4 separate regions of the Sus scrofa genome follow, and all the other regions are linked to region 2. The links are chromatin contacts, called in public HiChIP or PLAC-seq and promoter capture Hi-C maps. All regions are on one chromosome and are shown on one strand. Each heading gives the region's core, a stretch centred on a gene start, on an enhancer-like site or on the middle of the called end of the contact. The rest is flanking DNA. Distances are from core to core; before and after follow the strand shown. Region 1 holds the start of MTMR10 (myotubularin-related protein 10). Region 2 holds the start of NSMCE3 (non-structural maintenance of chromosomes element 3 homolog). Region 3 holds the start of FAN1 (fanconi-associated nuclease 1). Region 4 holds the start of TM2D3 (TM2 domain-containing protein 3).

Evidence for each region. Promoter capture Hi-C pulls out the DNA fragments that hold promoters and counts their contacts. HiChIP or PLAC-seq counts read pairs in DNA pulled down with a chosen protein or histone mark.
Region 1: an H3K27ac HiChIP or PLAC-seq map of alveolar macrophages shows a contact between it and region 2. The contact joins the promoter of MTMR10 here to the promoter of NSMCE3 in region 2. A contact is called at or near these places in 1 of 5 promoter capture datasets (liver) and 2 of 2 datasets of contacts at active chromatin or transcription factors (alveolar macrophages and skeletal muscle).
Region 3: a contact with region 2 is called in a promoter capture Hi-C map of liver, with 6 times the contacts expected there. The contact joins the promoter of FAN1 here to the promoter of NSMCE3 in region 2. A contact is called at or near these places in 1 of 5 promoter capture datasets (liver) and 1 of 47 Hi-C or Micro-C datasets (embryonic fibroblasts).
Region 4: a contact with region 2 is called in an H3K27ac HiChIP or PLAC-seq map of skeletal muscle, with 4 times the contacts expected there. The contact joins the promoter of TM2D3 here to the promoter of NSMCE3 in region 2. A contact is called at or near these places in 2 of 2 datasets of contacts at active chromatin or transcription factors (alveolar macrophages and skeletal muscle).

Annotation. Positions count from the first base shown.
Region 1 is chr1:143,865,299-143,870,281 of Sscrofa11.1, reverse strand. It overlaps MTMR10 (myotubularin-related protein 10), which reads right to left and starts at 2,536. Exons shown (of 16, transcript XM_003121665.4): 1 at 2,284-2,536; 2 at 1,640-1,700. The coding sequence starts at 2,343.
Region 2 is chr1:144,472,235-144,476,906 of Sscrofa11.1, reverse strand. It overlaps NSMCE3 (non-structural maintenance of chromosomes element 3 homolog), which reads left to right and starts at 2,881. Exons shown (of 1, transcript XM_005659809.3): 1 at 2,881-4,672. The coding sequence starts at 2,987. The coding sequence ends at 3,823. The region is part of intron 2 of FAM189A1 (protein FAM189A1); the gene reads left to right.
Region 3 is chr1:143,960,335-143,965,277 of Sscrofa11.1, reverse strand. It overlaps FAN1 (fanconi-associated nuclease 1), which reads left to right and starts at 3,621. Exons shown (of 14, transcript XM_021098761.1): 1 at 3,621-3,817; 2 at 4,679-4,943. The coding sequence starts at 4,828.
Region 4 is chr1:145,356,582-145,361,446 of Sscrofa11.1, reverse strand. It overlaps TM2D3 (TM2 domain-containing protein 3), which reads right to left and starts at 1,754. Exons shown (of 6, transcript XM_005652477.2): 1 at 1,610-1,754; 2 at 1,157-1,249. The coding sequence starts at 1,700. TARSL2 (probable threonine--tRNA ligase 2, cytoplasmic) reads right to left here. Exons shown (of 18, transcript XM_021084977.1): 18 at 3,685-4,865.

The DNA.
Region 1 (4,983 bases), core at 1,287-3,786, 610 kb after region 2:
TTACATCTTCCCAAGAAAACTCTGACTTTTTAACAGAAAAGTAAGGTCTTAGTTAATTCTATAGAACAGATACTCCTACAATGTAAAGTTCCTTGAGCTTACTGATATTTAGTAACATTATTCACAAGCACATCTTAAATGTAAAAGTTAATTTTTAAAAATGAAGCACTCTCAGTTGTAGCTAAGACCATGTGGTTTAGTAGTGTCAAACAGTAATACTGGAAGGGGGATCAAAGCTTAAGAACAGGGCCTCTTCAGACAAAGTAAAAGGAGCCAAAGTTCAGGAGCTCACAGGCACCATTCAGAACAAATACTGTTTGCCACAGCTGACTCTCAAATGCCTGGAGTGACTAAGACCAAAACAGAGCACACACAGGGAGCAAAGGTTACTAATTCTATTGTCCACTTGAGGAAAAGTACAAAGGATTATTTAGTACACACTGTTTGGCTAAAAAGCATTAACAAAATAAAGGGAAAATATTTATAACTAACTAGCCATACTAAAGTTTAGAACAATCTTAAGTCAGCATCTATAACACGGAACCATAGGTTGATGTTTTTGTTTGTTCCTACTCAATATTAAAAATTTTAAAGGACAAAATTTAAAGTGTTTATATTTGTTCCATTACTACCTATCTAATCATTTTACCAGATTTAGCATTAAGTAATGACTGAGATTTTTACATGTTGACAGTAGACACACAAGCTGGTATTTGGTTATATTTCAGGTTTAAATCAAGTTTTTCTAAGTATCTGGCTACTTTCCCCAATAAGCATATTAAACAAGTTACTTTTCTTAAACATATACTTGTCATGTAATTCAAAATACCAATCAAATAAATATCTTACATGCTTTAAAATGAAACTCCTATTTACCATCAATTCCTACATCTACCTCTAAGGTCAATTTTGTTAAACCAGTGCTTCTCCACAGGGAGAAAATTTTGCCCCTAAAATAAAAGGGTTTGGCAATGTCTGGAGACATTCTGCTTCTCATAAGTGGGAGGTAAAGGAGGGGATGCTACTGGCATCTATTGGGTAGAGACCAAGGATGCTTCTAAACATCTTGCAATGCACAGGACATCCTTCCAACAAAGAATTGTCAAGCCCAAAATGTCTATAGTGTCTCTGCTGGGAAACCCCATTCTAAATTGAAACAAGAAGATCTGCAAACACAGCTGACACCTTCAAAAAACAATTGCCAAGTAAGTAATTCAAAGGTCACTAAGCTCTATCACTGGTATAGAGACCCAAACATAATAAAAGTTGCTTTTCATACTGTTAAAATGATGATCTATTAACCATTCCTGCATGAATTTGCAGACAGTTCTTTCACTACCTAAGCAATTAATGATAGCTTTCAAAAAGCACATTTCAGGAGACAAAAGAGGAAATAAGAGTGATATTCTTGACAGTTTTCTATGATGCGTCAATTTTCAAGGGCAAATACCCATTTAACACTACTTTTTGTTGCTGTTGTTTACATCTTACCAACTTTTTCCCTCCCTCCTCAGTCTTAGATTTTTAACTTGCTAAACTTTAAAGTAAATGAGGAAAGTTAACCACATGGTACTAGCTGATAGAAGAGTCTTAGACCAAAACACACCACTAAATTATCTATTAGAACCCTCATGTTTACCTGGCAAAAGAACTGGCTCCAGTTTTTTAATCTTCGGTTCCGAATTAATCTTATCGTCAGTCTGAAATACATTAGCAAAATAAATCAAAATCAAATCTTTTTTTCCCTGTGAGAGACTAAAGCAAATTTAGTTTTCTAAGTGATGATACATATCCCCCCCTTAAATTCTTTCACATTTTCACCCAGCTCTTTTAAAGAAAGGTCTGCTCATAATGGAATTGAGAGTCTGAGCATAAAAACACTCTAAGCGCCTAAGCCGCTTCCAGGTGTTCACTTTTAAGACAGGTGCGTGACTTCTTCCACTAAGTGCCCACAGGCGATGTAATCAGCTGGCGGTCACAGCAGGGACTGTCGCCAAGCAAAGGGCTAAATAAATCCGGCTCCGGTTGCTCCGTCGCTCCCGGGGGTCTTGGGGGGAGGGAATGGCTGCGGCGGAGTTCTGCAAGTTTCCAAGGAGCCAGTGGGGCTCCCAGGAAGGCGCGCTTCCCCGAGCCAAGGTCGGGCAGCCGCGCAACTGGGGACAGAGGACGGGGAACCGGGGTGGGGTCGGGGGACAGGGCAACCTCCGGGCTCCCCCGCTCCCCGGCGGGCCCGCGGCTCCCCGGAAGCGCGAGGAGAAGGTCCCGGGGGAGAGGGATATTTACCTGGGGGGGCGGCAGGAGGTAGGACCTGAAGGTGGGTCTGGGCGGCTTGAGCGAGAACATGGTGCCGCCACCGGCTTCGCTCCGCCGGGCCGGGTCGCGGCCCGGGACCCGCCTCCCGACGCCCGCGGGCTGCGAGCTCCCAGTGCGGCCGCCCTGGCACGGTCTGCGGCCAGCCGGGCCGGGAGGGCTGACGGGCGGAGACTCGGCGGAGCGCCCGCCCGAGCGGGGAGGAGCCGGGGCCCATCCCCGGAAGGGGCCCGGCGCCCCGCCCCACCCCGCCCGGCGAGAGGCACGCGCAGGGCCGGCGGCCGGCCGCTCCCGACCTCTAGGCCGCGCCGGCGCCGGAACGCGAGGCCTACGCAGAGTGCCTTTGCCCAGCCCTCAGCTAGGGTGCCGGGGGGAGCGGGGCCCGGGAGCCATCTTGAGAACCCCGCTTGGGCGGGGTAGGGGCGCACCTACGGCGGCCGGCAGGGTCCTCGGCGGCCGGCGAGAACCTACGGCGGCTGGCAGGGGTCATGGCGGCCTGCGGGGTCACGGCGGTAGCTGGAGGCTCCCTTTGATAGCTACTGCGCCGCAGTTCCGCTCTTCCTGAGACAGCACCTTCCACTGCTGGTCTCTAGTCACCGTGCTCACGCGGGGATTGTTGTTTTCAGTCTTTGGGAGGAGCTGGGGTGGGGGTGAGGGACAGAGGACTCTGGAGCCCCAGGCTTAGCGGGTCACGCTGTCTGCGCCCAGCGGATGAGGGACGGGCCCCGGGAAAGTGGCCCAGGACAGCTGACAGTGACCGGGATCAAACGGTCAGCTCGGTCCCTTCAAGGTCCCACACCAGGGAAGACTTTCTTCCTTCACCTGGTCTGTTTGTTTTAGCGTGAAGCTTTGTGACTGAGATGTCTTGCTGCTCAATTCCGTGGGGTGCTGAGGCTGGCGTGGGCATGGGCGCTGTTGACACAGGACGATGTCAGCAACCCGGACAGCTCAGTTTATTTTAACTCCTAGCCTCGTTGTTAAACTTAAGTGTGAACAGATATTAAGAAAGTCGCCTTCCTGTTTTTTCTTGCCTATCCTCACATGCAAAGGTACAGCAAGTAGATAAATAATTAAAAGCTCAGCAAGAATGAGTCCTTAGCGGTGTGAAGGGCTTCCTTAGGCTATGGCCTGAATATTCTGGCCATTAATTGCAGAGAGCAGAAGAATTTCTGCACATCAAGCACGGGCCATTTCTGAACTCTTTAACAGAATTCCGAACTGAAGCAGCCTTTGGTGGAAGGGGGTTAGTGATGTTACCTTCTTGTAAATCTTAGTTGAGACTAGATTCTTCTCACACTTTGAAGAATAAATCCCTAATCCAACGTTTTATAAAAAATGTCACCAGGAAGCTCCAATGTGGCCATATGAATCATACTGACAAATGTTAATGGAAACACTAAAAAAACTTAAGTGTTTAAGATTCACAAGTTACTTTTTCTTGGGTCCTGGATCCAGAACTCCACTGATCTTTCTGGTTAACTTGAGTAACATATGATTCCATTTTTCTCAGGAACCACAATTGTACTTTAAAATGTTAAGCCCAGTGAGTTATAGGTGTAAAGGTACTATTGTCCACACATGTTTAAAACCTTTTAATGAGTAGTCTGTGATCTCACTACATTAAATGGATTTAAAGAAAACAAACTCATAGAAAAGGAGATCAGTTTTGTGGTTACCAGAGTGGGGGGCCGGCGGGGGGATTGGAGAAAGATGGTCAAAATGTACAAACTTCCAGTTACAAGGTAAATAAGTCCTAGGATGTAATGTACAGCATGGTGAGTATAGTTAACACTACTGTGTGATATACAGGGAAATTGTTAAGAGTAAATCCTAAGTGTCTTCATCACAAGGGAAACTTTCTTTCTCTTTGTATCTGTATGAGATAGTGGATGCCAACTAAACTTGTGATAATCATTCGGCAGTATGTGCAAGTCAGACCTTTATACTGTATGCCCTAAGCTTATAAAGTGATGTATGTCAGAGTTCCCGTCATGGCCCAGTGGAAATGAATCCTACTAGGAACCATGAGGTTACGGGTTTGATCCCTGGCCTCGATCGGTGGGTTAAGGATCTGGCACTGTGGTGAGCCGTGGTGTAGGTCGCAGACGCATCTTGGATCCTGCATTCCTGTGGCTGTGGGTAGGCTGGCAGCTGTAGCTCTGATTGGACCCCTAGCCTGGGAACCTCCATATTCCATAGATGTGGCCCTAAAAAGCGAAAATAAATAAATAAATAAAATTAATCTCTAAAAAAATAAAGTGATGTATGTCAATTATATCCCAATAAAACTGGAAAAAGTAGGATTTTTTTCCCCCATAAATACTCATCAGGGAATATGTGGATCTTGATTTATACTAAATGGCTTAGTGTGATTTGGGTTTTGCCAGACAGGTTTTCTTAGTATTACAACTCTAATAAGTGGCCATACAATTGCAATATGGAAAAACTCTGATTTCCAGATTTGTTATGACCTACCCTAAGTTTTAGGACATTTCCAGGTATCTAATTGTATTAGTCTGCTTGGGGTTGCCATGATATATCACAAACCAAGTGGCTTAAACAACAAAAATTTATTTTTCACAGTATTGGAGGCTAGGAAGTTCAAGATCAAGATGTAGGCAAGATGGAATTCTGCTGAGAGCTCTCTGCCTGGCTTGCACACAGTGGAGAGAC
Region 2 (4,672 bases), core at 1,632-4,131:
GTAGCTTTCCTGTATCATACAGGGTTCTAAGTCCATGTGACTCCCAGACTTTTCTTTTTCAAGGATGTGTGTTCTCTCTCTGCTTAGCATATAAGAAGTCTCCAGAGGTCGACTGCCTCAGTTTAGATCCAGATCTACCACTCACTTGCTAGGGGACCTCAAAGCAGTTAAAGTTCTTCTGTGCCTCGATTTCCTCATTTCTGAGAAAGATCATACATGCATAGATCTCATAGGTTTTGTGGGGATTAAATGAAGTAATACCTAGACCACTTAGAATATAAGGCTTACCCACCGTTATCTAGGTGATAATCATTAGCTGTTGCTGTTTACATCTGTTATTAGTGTTATTATTACCATCGCATCATAGCAATTTTTCTGTAAACATCATGGATGTCCTGTATCAATCTAAGCGTGTCTGGGTGACTTCTCTATGCAATGTCTAAAACTTCATTCTTTTTTTTTTTTTTTTGGTGACTCAAGAGCCAGTGTTCTTTATTTTATCTTATTTTATTTTTTGTCTTTTTGCCTTTTCCAGGGCCGCATCCGCGGCACATGGGGGTTCCCAGGCTAGGGGTCCAACAGGAGCCACAGCCACGGGCCTACACCAGAACCACAGCAACTCGGGATCCAAGCCACATCCGCGACCTACACCACAGCTCATGGCAATGCCAGATCCCCAACCCACTGAGCAAGGCCAGGGATCGAACCTGCAACCCCATGGTTCCCAGTCAGATTCGCCAACCACTGCGCCACCATGGGAACTCTTAAAACTTCATTCTAATCTGCATTTTTCCATTTGCATTCTTCTGGACAAAGTACAGAGAGGTATTTTAAGACTTAAAGCTGGTATATTTTTTTAACCATTTGCTTGACCTGTGAGACTACTTGGTAACTGAGGCAAACTCCTTATCAAGGAAAAAAACAAAAAACAAAACAAAACAAAACACTAAAAAACCAGCCCAATTGTTGACAGTGGTTTTTGTCTTATTTCCTATTTTTCTGTTATCTCTTGGTTGCTATTTTTTTTCCTTTTCTAAGTCGGGGTACAACTGATCCTTCTGAAGGGACCTTTTGCAGAATTCTCAATTGTAGGAGGTTTCTTTGAACTTGGGTTTAAATTTTAATTTGCAAGAAAGTTGAAGCAGATGAATTTTCTCATTGTGAAACAAAATGAATGCCTTGATGATATATTTGTTTTTCTTAGCAGGCTTCTGCCATTAAGATTGATGCTTGAGGATATATTGTTAGATCTTGTGTGGAACAGAAAGTTATTACTCATAGTTTAGCAGATTTTAGCATACTTGCACTACAACATGGAATATTTTACATTTAATACTGCGCCATTATCAGATGGCATTTTCATACTGAATTACAACAAAAATTTTATGCTACTAACATTTAATGAAATTTTAATAAGGCTGTGTTTTGATGCTATTATTCAAATAATGTGTTTTGAATTACTTTCCTTGGAATATATTTGCATTAAAGAGGAACTCAATTTGATTTGGTTCTTTGAAGAGTTTACCCACTTTCTGGTAGCTTTAAAAAAGACAAAATGGGAAACTCAGTTTCTTCTTTGCAAGTCACTAAATAGAAAAGGAAGGCTGGAGTTCCCATTGTGGCGCAGCAGAAATGAATCTGACTAGGAACCATGAGGTCTGGGTTCCATCCCTGCCCTCACTCAGTGGCCTAAGGATCCAGCATTTCCTTGAGCTGTGGTGTAGGTGGCAGACTCGGCTTGGATCTGGCGTTGCTGTGGTGTAGGCTGGCAGCTGCAGCTCTGATTAGACCCCTAGCCTGGGAACCTCCATATGCATGGGTGCGGCCCTAAAAAGACAAAAAGACAAAAAAACGAAAGAAAAAAAATTTTTTTAAAGAAAGGCATTTGCTAAGATCCGTGGAAATAAGGCAGCAGACTGCAAATGGTTTGAGTTAATGAAACAATTCATGTTGGTTATTAAAGTTGCACTATGTGTGTGTATATATATATGTATATATATATATATATATATATTTTTTTTTGCACATTTAATAGATTATAAGGGATGCTACCCTTGGGTTCTCCTAACTTTCACATTGAGCCCTTAAGGCTGATCTATTAAGGCAGTCCATGATTGCAGTTCTTGGTCAGGATGCCTAAAATTAAACGGCAACCTCTTGAGAGCGCATATCTTTGTTGGTAGCTTTCTCTCACCCATTTCTGCTAAAATTCTGGTTGTGGGACCAAGGCGATTTTCATGAGCATGTGCTTTATAAAAGATAAACTCCCTTGACCAAGCAAAAACACTCCAATTAAACGTGATTTATGGGGCGGCTTCGCGAAGTTGTCCAGCTGATGGTATTTATATGTACACAATATCGACACTGAAATAGTGAAAAGGCAAGTCTGTTGTTACCTTTGTTTTTAAAGAGACTGTTTTAAACAGGCTTTAGAGAAAGTAACTCTTGGGAAACGGTTAGGAGGGATTGGTGAAAGCAAACTAGTCCTCATGGTTTTTCATTCCTTTTACATCTAGTTTTGAATGGAAAAGAAATGCTTTCACTTTCCTTTCACGCTCTCCGCGGTTTTTCTCCCACATTCACCTTCGGAGTTTCCTTCACCTAACAAGTTCCGACTTGAGAACTCGTCATACTTACTCTCAGTAGTCCTAGTCGCTCTGTTAGGGGCTTTGTTTCCTGTTCTCTATCTGCTTGGCTTGGTAAGGACAATCCTTAATTATAATAAAAGAAGCCATAGGGACCGCCAAGGCTGAGCAAAGACCCCACTTTCCTGACTGCCAAAAGGCCACTGCTCCGACCTACCCACAAGACGTGGCGCGAACTCCGTGACGTAGCGCGCAGCCCTCTTGACGCAGCGCGCAGCCTCCGTGAGGAACTCGCGCCCGTGGCCCCGCCCCGGGCCGCCGGGACCAGCTGCGCGCCTACCCGCAATCTCGCAGCCGCCGGTTACTGTGAGTCCGCGCCGTCCGGGGCCCGCCGCCGCGATATGTCGCAAAAACCGAAGAGTCGCGGCCGCGCCGGCACCCAGGCAGAACGGGAGCGGGACTGGGGAGGAGGCGGCGGCGCAGAGGAGGTCCCGAGCACGTCCCGCGGGCCTTCCTCGCAGGGCGGCCGGCGGGCCGAGGCCTCCCCAGCGCCGGGGCCCCGGTCGCAGAAGCAGCTGGAGCTGAAGGTGGCCGAACTCGTGCAGTTCCTGCTGATCAAGGACCAGAGGAAGATCCCGATCCGGCGCACCGACATCCTGAAGCACGTGGTCGGAGACTATAAAGACGTCCTCCCGGAGCTGCTCCGGCTGGCAGCCGAGCGCCTGGAGTACGTGTTCGGGTACCGGCTGGTAGAGCTGGAGCCCCGGAGCAACACCTACATCCTGGTCAACACGCTGGAGCCGGTGGAGGAGGACGCCGAGGTGCGCGGCGACCAGGGCACACCTACCACCGGGTTGCTGATGATCGTGCTGGGGCTCATCTTTATGAAAGGCAACAGCATCAAGGAGACGGAGGTCTGGGACTTTCTGCGGCGCCTCGGGGTGCACCCCACCAAGAAGCACCTGATCTTCGGGGACCCCAAGAAGCTTATAACCGAGGACTTCGTGCGGCAGAGGTATCTGGAGTACCGGCGCATCCCCCACACTGATCCTGTGGACTACGAGCTCCAGTGGGGCCCACGCACCAACCTGGAGACCAGCAAGATGAAGGTGCTCAAGTTCGTGGCCAAAGTCCACAATCAGGACCCCAAGGACTGGCCGGCTCAGTACTGTGAGGCTCTGGCTGAGGAGGAGGCCAGGGCCAGACCCCCAACAGGTGGCCCAGCCCCTTCTTCTTGAAATCTGAGAGACTCAGAGGGACTCCAGGGGGGGGTGGGGGGCGTGTGTGTGTGTGTGTGTGTGTGTGGTGTGTGTGCATCTTTCTGCTAAAGCTTCAATGTGCGTAGTTTTAGGATGTGTTTGCCGACTTATATTGCAAGTTCCTTGGTTCCAAATTTTCACCTATAAAAATATTAACGGACGATTTGTTTTGATTTATTGTCTGTGTTTTTTGGTATAAAAATCTCGCTAGCTTTCTAAAGCTAATTGGAAAACTTTGTACCATGATCTGGAAATAGATATTGAAGAAAGAACACGTCAGTAAGTTGCTTTGATGTCAAGGAAATAAAAGCACGAAATGGCTCTTACCTGGCCTCTTGACGACCCCACTTTGAAAGGAACAATAAAAGTCTATAAATTGAAACAATAAAAGTCTATAAAATGTAATTGCCTATATCCCTTTTTAAATTTAGCATAGCTACTTTTAGAATGTATTTTTTATGTATGTAAGCGTTATGAATCATTCTAAGTAATGTACATGCTGTATTTTTCCCAAATAACTTTACCTCGATAATTACTACTAGGTTGTGTGGCTGACTTTTAGTTACATTTATTTTTTTCCTTTTTTGGCTACTATAGTTACAATAAATACTGTGTTTTGAAGCAGCATTGTGCATTTTTTTAACCATAAGTCGAGAAATTAATTTCATGACTGAAAACAGGCATCTTAACAAAAAACACTTTTTGCTACATAGCATTAAGGTAAATAGTGTTTTGTGGAAATTGTTTTATTTGTGTATGTGCATATCACGATGTAAAATGTATTTCTTTCAGTGGGTTACAGAAAAGATAAAGCCATTAGTGATTAAC
Region 3 (4,943 bases), core at 2,372-4,871, 510 kb after region 2:
CTCACCAGGTGAAAGAGCTGCTGGAGCCTCAGGGCTTCTGGGCAGCTGCCATAATAGGATAGACTGGGGATCTCCGGTTGATAGATGCAAACTATTGCCTTTGGAATGGATAAGCAATGAGATCCTACTGTATACAGTGGGAACTATATCTAGTCACTTATTTTATTTTTTTTAAAGGAGTCCTTTTTTTAAATTTTTTTTTTGGTCTTTTTGCCTTTTCTAGGCCCGCTCCCGCAGCATGTGGAGATTCCCAGGCTAGGGGTCTAATCAGAGCTGTGGCCACTGGCCTACACCACAGCTCACAGCAACGCTGGATCCTCAACCCACTGAGCAAGGCCAGGGATCGAACCCGCAACCTCATGGTTCTTAGTCGGATTCGTTAACCACGACGGGAACTCCTCTAGTCACTTATGATGGAGCATGATGGAGGATAATATGAGAAAAAGAATGTATATTTGAATATGCGACTGGGTCACTTTGCTGTACAGTAGAAAATTGACGGAACACTGTAAACCAGCTATAATGGAAAAAAATAAAAGTCATTTTAAAATAAATAAATCGATAAATAAATAAACCGAGAACAGCTTCTCAGAAAGCTCCAAGAACAGTTATCATTAAAGGTCAAAGCACAGTAACATAAGTTTTTGAGACAGAGGTATTACCGAGACTTTACGAAATCCAGATCTATGCAAACAAAGTGAGTAGTGGGTTGTCATGTCCTCTTAGTAGATTAAGAAGGATGTTTAGAAGATTAAGTAGATTAAGAAGGATGTGCAGACGCACAATACACACTAAAGGGAAGGGGGGGCTTGGGCGCTCCCTTGTGGCTCAGCAGGCTAAGGACCCAGCATTGTCACTGCAGTGGCCTGGGTTACTGCTGTGGCATGGGACCCTGGCTAGGGAACTTCCACATGTCTTGGGGTGTGGCCAAAAAAAAAAAAAAAAAAAAAAGGCCCAAATGGGCAAAGAAAAATTTTATGTTTAAATTTTTCTCATCTTGGGAATTTCCATCATGTCACAGCAGAAATGAATCTGACTAGGAACCATGAGGTTGCGGGTTCAATTCCTGGCCTTGCTCAGTAGGTTAAGGATTCAGTGTTGCTGTGAGCTATGGTGTAGGTAGCAGATGTGGCTCGGATCTGGCGTTGAAGTGGCCGTGGCATAGGCTGACAGCTGCAGCTCCAGTTGGACCCCTAGCCTGGGAACCTCCACATGCCGTGGGTGCAGCCCTAAAAAGACAAAAGACCAAAAATAAATAAATTAAATTAAATAAATTTTGCCATAAAAATATGAATTTTATTTCATCAGTACTCTTCTTTTAAGCTCTCTACATGATTTTATATTTTGTTTTTCTCCATCTTCCTCCAACAGAATGTATTCTCCATGAAGGCAGAATTTTTCCCCATTTCTCTTTCTGTTCACGGCCATATCTTCAGTGTCCAGAACATGGTACAAGGGAAGCACTCAATACATATTTGTCAGTGAGGTCCCTGTTCATACCCTTTTCTCTTTGGTTTGTTTATTCATTCATGGATTCATCTGACACATATTCATGGAGTAATCATACAGTGCTGACCACTGCTGAAGGCAGTGGTAGAGGAAAGCTCTCAGGGGATTCTGCCTCAGAAAACTTCCATCTGGATCACTCATTGGGTGCTGGAACCAGCTGGTATTGCAAGCAGCTCTTTGTAGGAAACTGCCCTACGCAGGAAGCCCCATTCCTTGTTACTCTAGCAAAGCCACATTGAAATTAACTTAAAAAATTTTTTATTATAATTGGTTTACAATGTTCTGTCAATTTCTACTGTGCAGCAAAGTGACCCAGTCATACACACATATATATTCTTTTTCTCACATTATCTTCTGTCATGTTCCCTCACAAGTGATTATATATATAGTTCCCTGTGTTATACAGCAAAATCTCATTGCTTATTTACTCCAAATGCAATATGCATCTACTAACCCCAAACTCCTAGTCCATCCCACTCCTGCCCCCTTCTCCTTGGCGATCACAAGTCTGCTTTCCATGTCCATGAGTTTGTTTCTTTTTTCTGTAGATAGATTCATTGTTTTTTGTTTTTTTTTAAATCCTTTTTTTTTCTTTGTCATTTTAGGGCCACACTTGCAGCATATGGAAGGTCTCAGGCTAGGGGGCATATTGGAGCTGTAGCTGCTAGCCTATACCCCTGCCACAGCAATGCCAGATCCCAGCCCAGTCTGGGACCTAGACCACAGGTCACTGCAGCGCTGGTTCCTTAACCAACTGAGCAGGGCCAGAGCTTAAACCCAAGTCCTCGCGCATACTAGTCAGATTCATTAACGCTGAGCCACGATGAACCCAGTAACTAACTTTTAACCAGGCACCAGTATGCTCTACTTATCTCCAGCCCAAGCACACTATTCAATTCTTTTAATCACACAATACTTTGCCTAACTTGTTCAGTAGATCTAAGAAGTAGAAACAAAGTGTAACAACAGATGGCCAGATCTCTTCCCTAGCATCCCCTTCAGTAATCTCTGGAAAACAACCTGTATGAACAAGATAGCATCTAGAGAAAGACCAAAGTAAGTGACATTCCTGCTCTCAGTGAGGAATGTCAAGGACTCTTGACTCCCCCATCTCTGTGATTACTGAGATCACTTTCTTTTTTCCCTTTAAAAGCTTTTGCGGCAGAGCAGAATATTGGGAGGTGGTTTTGGGGAGACACTGAGTCCACTATCTCCCCAGATTGTTGGCATTCTGATTCAAGGTAACTTTCCTTTCTAGTGACATTTGTGAGTATAATTTTGTAAGCACCTGGACCCCCATTTGTTAACATTGTTGGTGCTCAAGGGCTGACTGATAAACTTACAGTAATTTTTCAGTTGTTAAATATAGCCATTACTTTAAATTATACCTCATTATATTAAATTAAGCTATATTAAAACAAAGAAAAACTATATTAAAACAAACTAAACTAAATGGAAAACAAAAGTAAGAAATATCCAAATTCACCACTCCCTAATTACCTGACTACATTTTATTATTCCCTTTTTTTAATTTTTATTTTTAATTGAAGTATAGTTGATTTACAGTGTTTCAGGTGTACAGCAAAGTGTTGTACATATATATGTATTCTTTTTCCTATTCTTTTCCATTATAGGTTATTTCAAAATATTGAATATAGTTCCCTGTGCCTTACGGCAGGGAACAGCATCTCTGCGAACAGCGTTGCTGTTTATCTATTTCTTTGTTCTTGAGGCATCTATTGCATTAGGCAGAGAATAGCATCTCTACTAACAGCGAATCTGTGAACAGCATCTCTGCATCTCAGAGAACAGCTGGCAGATGTCCAGCACTTGCTGAGTCTTCCTTCTTTCTGGCTAAGTAGAGTTCACACCTGTATCTCCTCCCAGGATGCCCCTTCCCTAGACATAGAATGTTCTCCGACCAGCAACCCGCTCACGTTCCAGGCGCCGGGCTCCTCCAGGTGCGAAGAGTCTCATAGACTCTCGGCCAGCTCAGCCTGCCTGGAGGGCAGGATGCCTTTAAGAGGAGAGGGAGGAACGATCGATCACTCGAGCCTCTGCTGGCCGAGTCTGTGGCGGCCGAGCCGCGGGGAGCAGCTGGGAATGCCTGGCGCGTGGAGCGGGTTGGAGGCGCGGGGCAGCTGAGCTGGTGTTATCCGCGCCTCGGGGTGCCCGGACTGCCGGAGGGACAAAGGGGAGGGGGCACAGGGGAGGGAGACAAGAGAGGGGAAAGAAGGAGGGAGAGAGGGAAGGAGCAAGGGGTGAAAGACGGACTGGCGGGCAGTGGAACCCCCGGTGCGCCTCCCAGGTGCGCGGGCGGGCGGTGCTCAGCCCCAGCCTCATGTTCGGGGGCGGGGCTACGGTGGGGCCTTCAAGTGTGTGGCGGAGGCTTGCGACTTGGAGCTTTTCTTCTTGCAGGCCTGTGCTGCCCGAATGGGTAGGCGTTATCTGTCCCAGAAAAAGTTAACAATGCAGTGGTTTTAGAAAAGGAACTGGCATAGTCAGATGTGCCTTTTTAAAAAAAGCGGTTATTTTTAAATTTTAGGAATGTTAGAGCTGGAGTTCCCATCCTGGCGCAGCGGAAACGAATCCGATTAGGAATCATAAGGTTGCTGGTTAGATGCTGGTTAGATCCCTGGCCTTGCTCAATGGATTAAGGATCCGGCGTTGCCACGAGCTGTGCTCGCTGACACAGCTCATATCTGGCGTTGCTGTGGCTATGGCTAGGCCAGCAGCTGTAGCTGCAGTTGGACCCCTAGCCTGGGAACTTAAATATGCCGTGGGCGCGGCCCTTTTAAAAAGCGGAAAAAAAAAAAAAAAAAAAAAAAAAAAAGAACTGGAGTGCCTTTGTAGCGCAGCGGGGTCCAGCGTTGTCACTGCTGCAGCTCAGGTTGCTGCTGTGGCCTGAGTTCCATCCTTGGCTGGGAAACTTCCCTATACCGAGGGCGCGGCCAAAAGCAAAAAACTTATCCCCACAAAGTCCAACGCCATCATTTTATGGTAAGGGACACACTGAGGTGATATGGACATCTGATAGGAGGGTCTTCTGGCCCGGAGTCCACGGTTTTTCCTCATACCAAGTTTGCCATTGCACGTTTTAGAGTTTTTGTTTCCGGTTTTTAGTTGAATTCACAAAAATGTTGTTAACCCGCATGTTTTTATTTTGTAGGAAGAAGAAATTGACTAAATGAATAACATGAAGTCCAGTAGAATCCCACTTTTTATGATTTCAAGTCAGGAAAGTAAGAGTAAACCATTGTTCTTCCCCAGTGATATGCTGTATTTTACTCCTGGAAACACCCAGCTTCTCTAATACTCATGATGTCAGTGGGGAAATCTGCCAAAAAAAGACCTTGTAGAAGTTTATCAATAAGCAAAACTAAAAAAAATGAGTCTAACTCTATTATTTCATTTTTTAACAATGTACCGCCTGC
Region 4 (4,865 bases), core at 505-3,004, 890 kb before region 2:
TCTGCCGGCTTCAATTCAAATAATGGAACTGTAATCCTGCTGTACAGCACTGGGAACTATATTTAGTCACTTGTGATGGAGCATGGTGGAAGAGAAGGTCCTGAGAAAAAGAATGTATGTATATATATGTATGTGTGACTGGGTCACTTTGCTGTCCAGCAGAAAATTGACAGAACACTGTAAACCAACTATAATGGAAAAAATAAAAATCATTAAAAGGAAAAAAAATAATGGAATTCTAAAGTGAAGAAACTAGAGAAACTGAGGTTCCATTTAGCAAAACACAATAAATACTCATTTAAAACTAGTTCCACCTAAAGTCACCACTAAGTAGGCAATTCTATCTACCATAGCTTGTGGGAAACTAGAGACACTGAGGTTCCATTTAGCAAAACACAATAAATACTCATTTAAAACTAGTTCTACCTAAAGTCACCACTAAGTAGGCAATTCTATCTACCAAAGCTCGTGGGAAACTAGAGAAACTGAGGTTCCATTTAGCAAAACACAATAAATACTCATTTAAAACTAGTTCTACCTAAAGTCACCACTAAGTAGGCAATTCTATCTATTATAGCTTTTCTTTTGTTCCTATTACTATTATGGTTGGAGGATGTACACTTAGAATCACGAAGCAAAATGACTTCAGAGGGTTAACCCTACTAAATTAAAGATGAGAAAATAAGCCCTAAAAAGTGGATAATTTGTTCCGGCTCCCAGCAGCACCACCAGACTTAGAGGCCAAGTCTCTGACCCTCTCCCATCCCTTCATTTTATACAGCTGTGGGGGAGCCTTTAATATTCGATGTCAGGAACAGGGTTTGAGAAGCACAAGAAATTTTCTGAGGCGAAAGAGGCAATGGTCGAAGGTTATCTTGATGGATGAAGTGAAAAAAACAAAACAAAACAAAAAAAACCTTGAAATTTAGGAAAAGAGATGAGGCAGGAATATCAAAAGGTACTCTTCAGAAACACCAAGACTGTCTACAGAAAATTACGGTATTTGCCCTTGGTTCACGCAATCTAAAATGCAATGTATGAAATGTTAAAAGAATGGGACGTGATTTCATATTCTAAAAGAAACTACCCAAAAAAGAAAGGGAGGAACCGCTAGATACAAATATACACATTTACTAGAACGTAAAATGTCTAGTACCTGCTGCCCTGGGAACTACTGTGAAAGTACGTGTCGGGCCCGGATCCTTGACTGATTGAGCCAGCGGCTGCGAAGGCTCTACATTTAAGGACCCTACAATTAGAGAAACGTGTTATCCTGGGACCGTAAACCACCAGGCCAATAACTGCTTGCAACCTCTTGGCCTGACAGCCCGAAAGCTGAAGGATGAAACCCAACGGGATAAACACCAATTTAGGTCTGCGGGCAACTGGAGACGAAGCGTGACGCCGGGACTCAGCTCTGCGTCCCTGGCCGAGCCCTCGGCCCCGGCTCCAGGTTCAAGGCTCGAGGCTGCGGGTTCCTGGCCAAGGGGCGGGCTGGCGTCCAGAAACATACTGACTCGCCCGTTGACGACCCTCTGCCCACACCCCAGCCTTCGCCCACGGGCCCAACCCGACGCCCCCCACTCCAGGGTCCCGGCCCCTCACTCACCGCCGCCCGACAGGATGTAGAACTGCGAGAGGAACAGCAGCACGCGACACAAGCGGCGCAAGCCCTGCAGCGGCACAGCCACAGCCGCCATCTTTTCGGCTCGCGAACTTCCGGAATTGGGATGGGGGTGGGGATTGCCGGGCCGAGGGGCGTGGTCCCGGCGCGCCGAAGGGGCGGGGCCTGGGCGCAGGCGCGGCCGCCCGCCGAAAACTCTGGCCCCGACCGGAAGCTCCCTGGTGCAGAACTGTAGGCAGCGCTTGGCACTAGGCCAGGTCTCCTGGGACCCAGAGCCACACCTGAGGAACTGGAAGCAGAGGCGGGCAAATTGGAAATTTGGCCGCTATTTACACGTGACCAGATATGTATGTTTAGAGACAAAAACTGCTGCTGTGCACTCGGTACTGTGCGAAGGTTCAATGACAGACGGAAAAGGTGCTTTTTATAGATGAGGAAAATGGCCCGAACTGTTTGGGAAGGAACTCAGGCATGCCAGGTGGCCCCTGAGACCCCACTCCCCGCGACCCCAGGACTGGCCCAGCCAGCGTGTAGCTAGCACCTTCTCCACGGGCCGCCATGCTCCCAGGCTAGCTCCTTAGAGACGTGTAGCACTTCCAGAAAGTTCCTGAAAGACAGGGAGAAGCCGAACAGGAAGTGTAGCCGCTGGTCTCAGGCCCCAAACTCTCCTGAAGGAGGCCCGTCCTGGGGCAGGAGCTGCTCCCTAGGTCCCTGGCTCCTGAGGCTCGCGGGCACCTGTTCCCACTGCAGCATCTTTGATCAAGGGCTGCAAATAGGCTTCCCTCTTCCCGCCCACCTAGCAGTCTTCTGACACCCTCCCTCACTAGTATGATTGGTGAATGAAAGAAATACATTGAGTAGTGCTTGACCTCAGTAAATGTTAGCCTAAAAAGTTCTGTCTCACAATCTAGCATCACACAGGTCTGTTAGATAATACACTTGACACTGGAAGGACTTGAGGGAAAGGGGTGTGTGTGTGTGGTGGAAAACCAACACATAACTGAGGATGGGCTCTCCTTAACCAGTTCCTCTCCACTGGTGGTTCTACCTCCTTAGATTGAACCACCTGGGGTAGGGTCATGTCATACACTAGTATTTACTACTGAAAACAATCCAGAGATAAGTAGACCCCTGTTGTTCACAGTCAGCTGTACCGTTTTGTTTACCAACTCTTCAGGAAGCTAACTAAATGATGTGTGTAGAAAAGAGAGCGCATGTCTTTGTTTTGAATTCTACATCATATAGCCAAATAAACACTCAAAAAAAACCCTGCTTGATTGGCAGCTAAATTCACTACTGGCATAAAGACATTTTAATTCTGTCTGAGCAGTAAGGTGATCCTCTCAGTTAAAATCAGAACCCTAACCCTAACCCTAATCCAAGAGTTCCTGTTGTGGCTCAGCGGGTTAAGAACCTAACTAGTATCTGTGAGGATGTGGGTTCAGTCCCTGCCCTCCCTCAGTAGGTAAAGGATCTGGCATTGCCCCAAGCTGTGGTGTAGGTCACAGATGCAGCTTGGATCTGGTGTTGCTGTGGATGTGGCACAGGCTGGCAGCTGAAACTCTGATTTGGCCCTTAGCCTAGGAACTTACATATGTGCAGATGTGGCCCTAAAAGGGGAAAAAAAAAAAAGAAGATCAGAAATCCATTCGCAGCTATAAATCAGTGGAATGTCATCCTATCAAAAAAGTAATTTAGCAGCAACATGGATGCACTTAGAAATTATCATGCTAAGTGAAGTTAGTCAGACAGTGAGACACCTACATCAAATGCACTTAAGATTCCACTTACATGTGGAATCTTAAAAAAATGACGCAATGAACTTTTTTGCAGAACAGATACTGACTCACAGACTTTGAAAAACTTACAGTTTCCAAAGGAGACAGGTTGGGGGTTGAAGGGATGGGCTGGGAGTTTGGGATGGAAATGCTATAAAATTGGGTTGTGATGAAAGTTGTACAACTATAAATGTAATAAAATTCATTGAGTTTAAAAAAACTAACTTCAACTCTTGGGGAGAAAATTATTACAGTATAAACTTACAGGTAAAACACTGGAAGCACTATGTAACACATTTTATTTGAGGGTTTATTTTTTCTAAGGATAAATAGGTTCAATTTGTCAATTAGAAGCATTGAAATGGCAATTCTTATGCCACAGAGGAAACTAGACTGCACAACACTGATTTGTCTGTAATCCAGTATTTAGTACTAGCTGCTTCTTTTGTGGTTGTTGGTTAGTAAAAACAAATTAATGATTCTGATTTAGAAGATAAAGTTTCAGTGTGAACTTCAGTAAAACTTTAGTTAAAAAAAAAAAAAATACTGGAGTTCCCATTGTGGCGCATCGGAAATGAAACCAACTAGGAACCATGAGGCTGTGGGTTTGATCCCTGGCCTCACTCAGTGGGTTAAGGATTCAGCATGGCTGTGAGCTGTGGTATAGTTTGCAGATGTGGCTTGGATCTGGCGTTGCTGTGGCTGTGACATAGGCTGGCAGCTGTAGCTCCAATTAGACCCCTAGCCTGGGAACCTTCATATGCTGCAGGTGTGGCCCCAAAAAGCAAAAACAAAAAACAAAAATAAACCTAAGGAGCTCCTGCTGTGGCACAATGGGGATTAGTGGTGTCTTGGGAGTACAGGGACTCAGGTTCAGTCCTGGGCCCAGCACAGTGGGTTAAGGATCCGGCATTGCTGCAGCTTTGGCTTAGGTTGAAGACTGCAGCTTGGATCTGATCCCTGGCCCAGGAGGTCCGTATGCCACGGGCTGCCAAAAATTAAAAAACAGGAGTTCCCGTCGTGGCTCAGTGGTTAACAAATCCGACTAGGAACCATGAGGTTGCGGGTTCGGACCCTGCCCTTGCTCAGTGGGTTAATGATCCGGCGTTGCCGTGAGCTGTGGTGTAGGTCGCAGACGCGGATCGGATCCTGTGTTGCTATGGCTCTGGCATAGGCCGGCGGCTACAGCTCCTATTCGACCCCTAGCCTGGGACCTCCATATGACGCAGGAGCAGCCCAAGAAATAGCAGAAAGACAAAAAACAAACAAACAAACAAAAAACAAAAACAAAACCTAAGGAATAATGTTATTAGAAAATAAGATTGTCCCCCACATTCAAAAGCTTTGCAGAGTTTTATCTGAAACCTATCTTTTGAAAATCACAATTCTTAACAATAACATCTCATAATGTTCATTTCCTAGTATTTCCCTCTTTTGATGAATAACATTTTCCCATTTAAGTC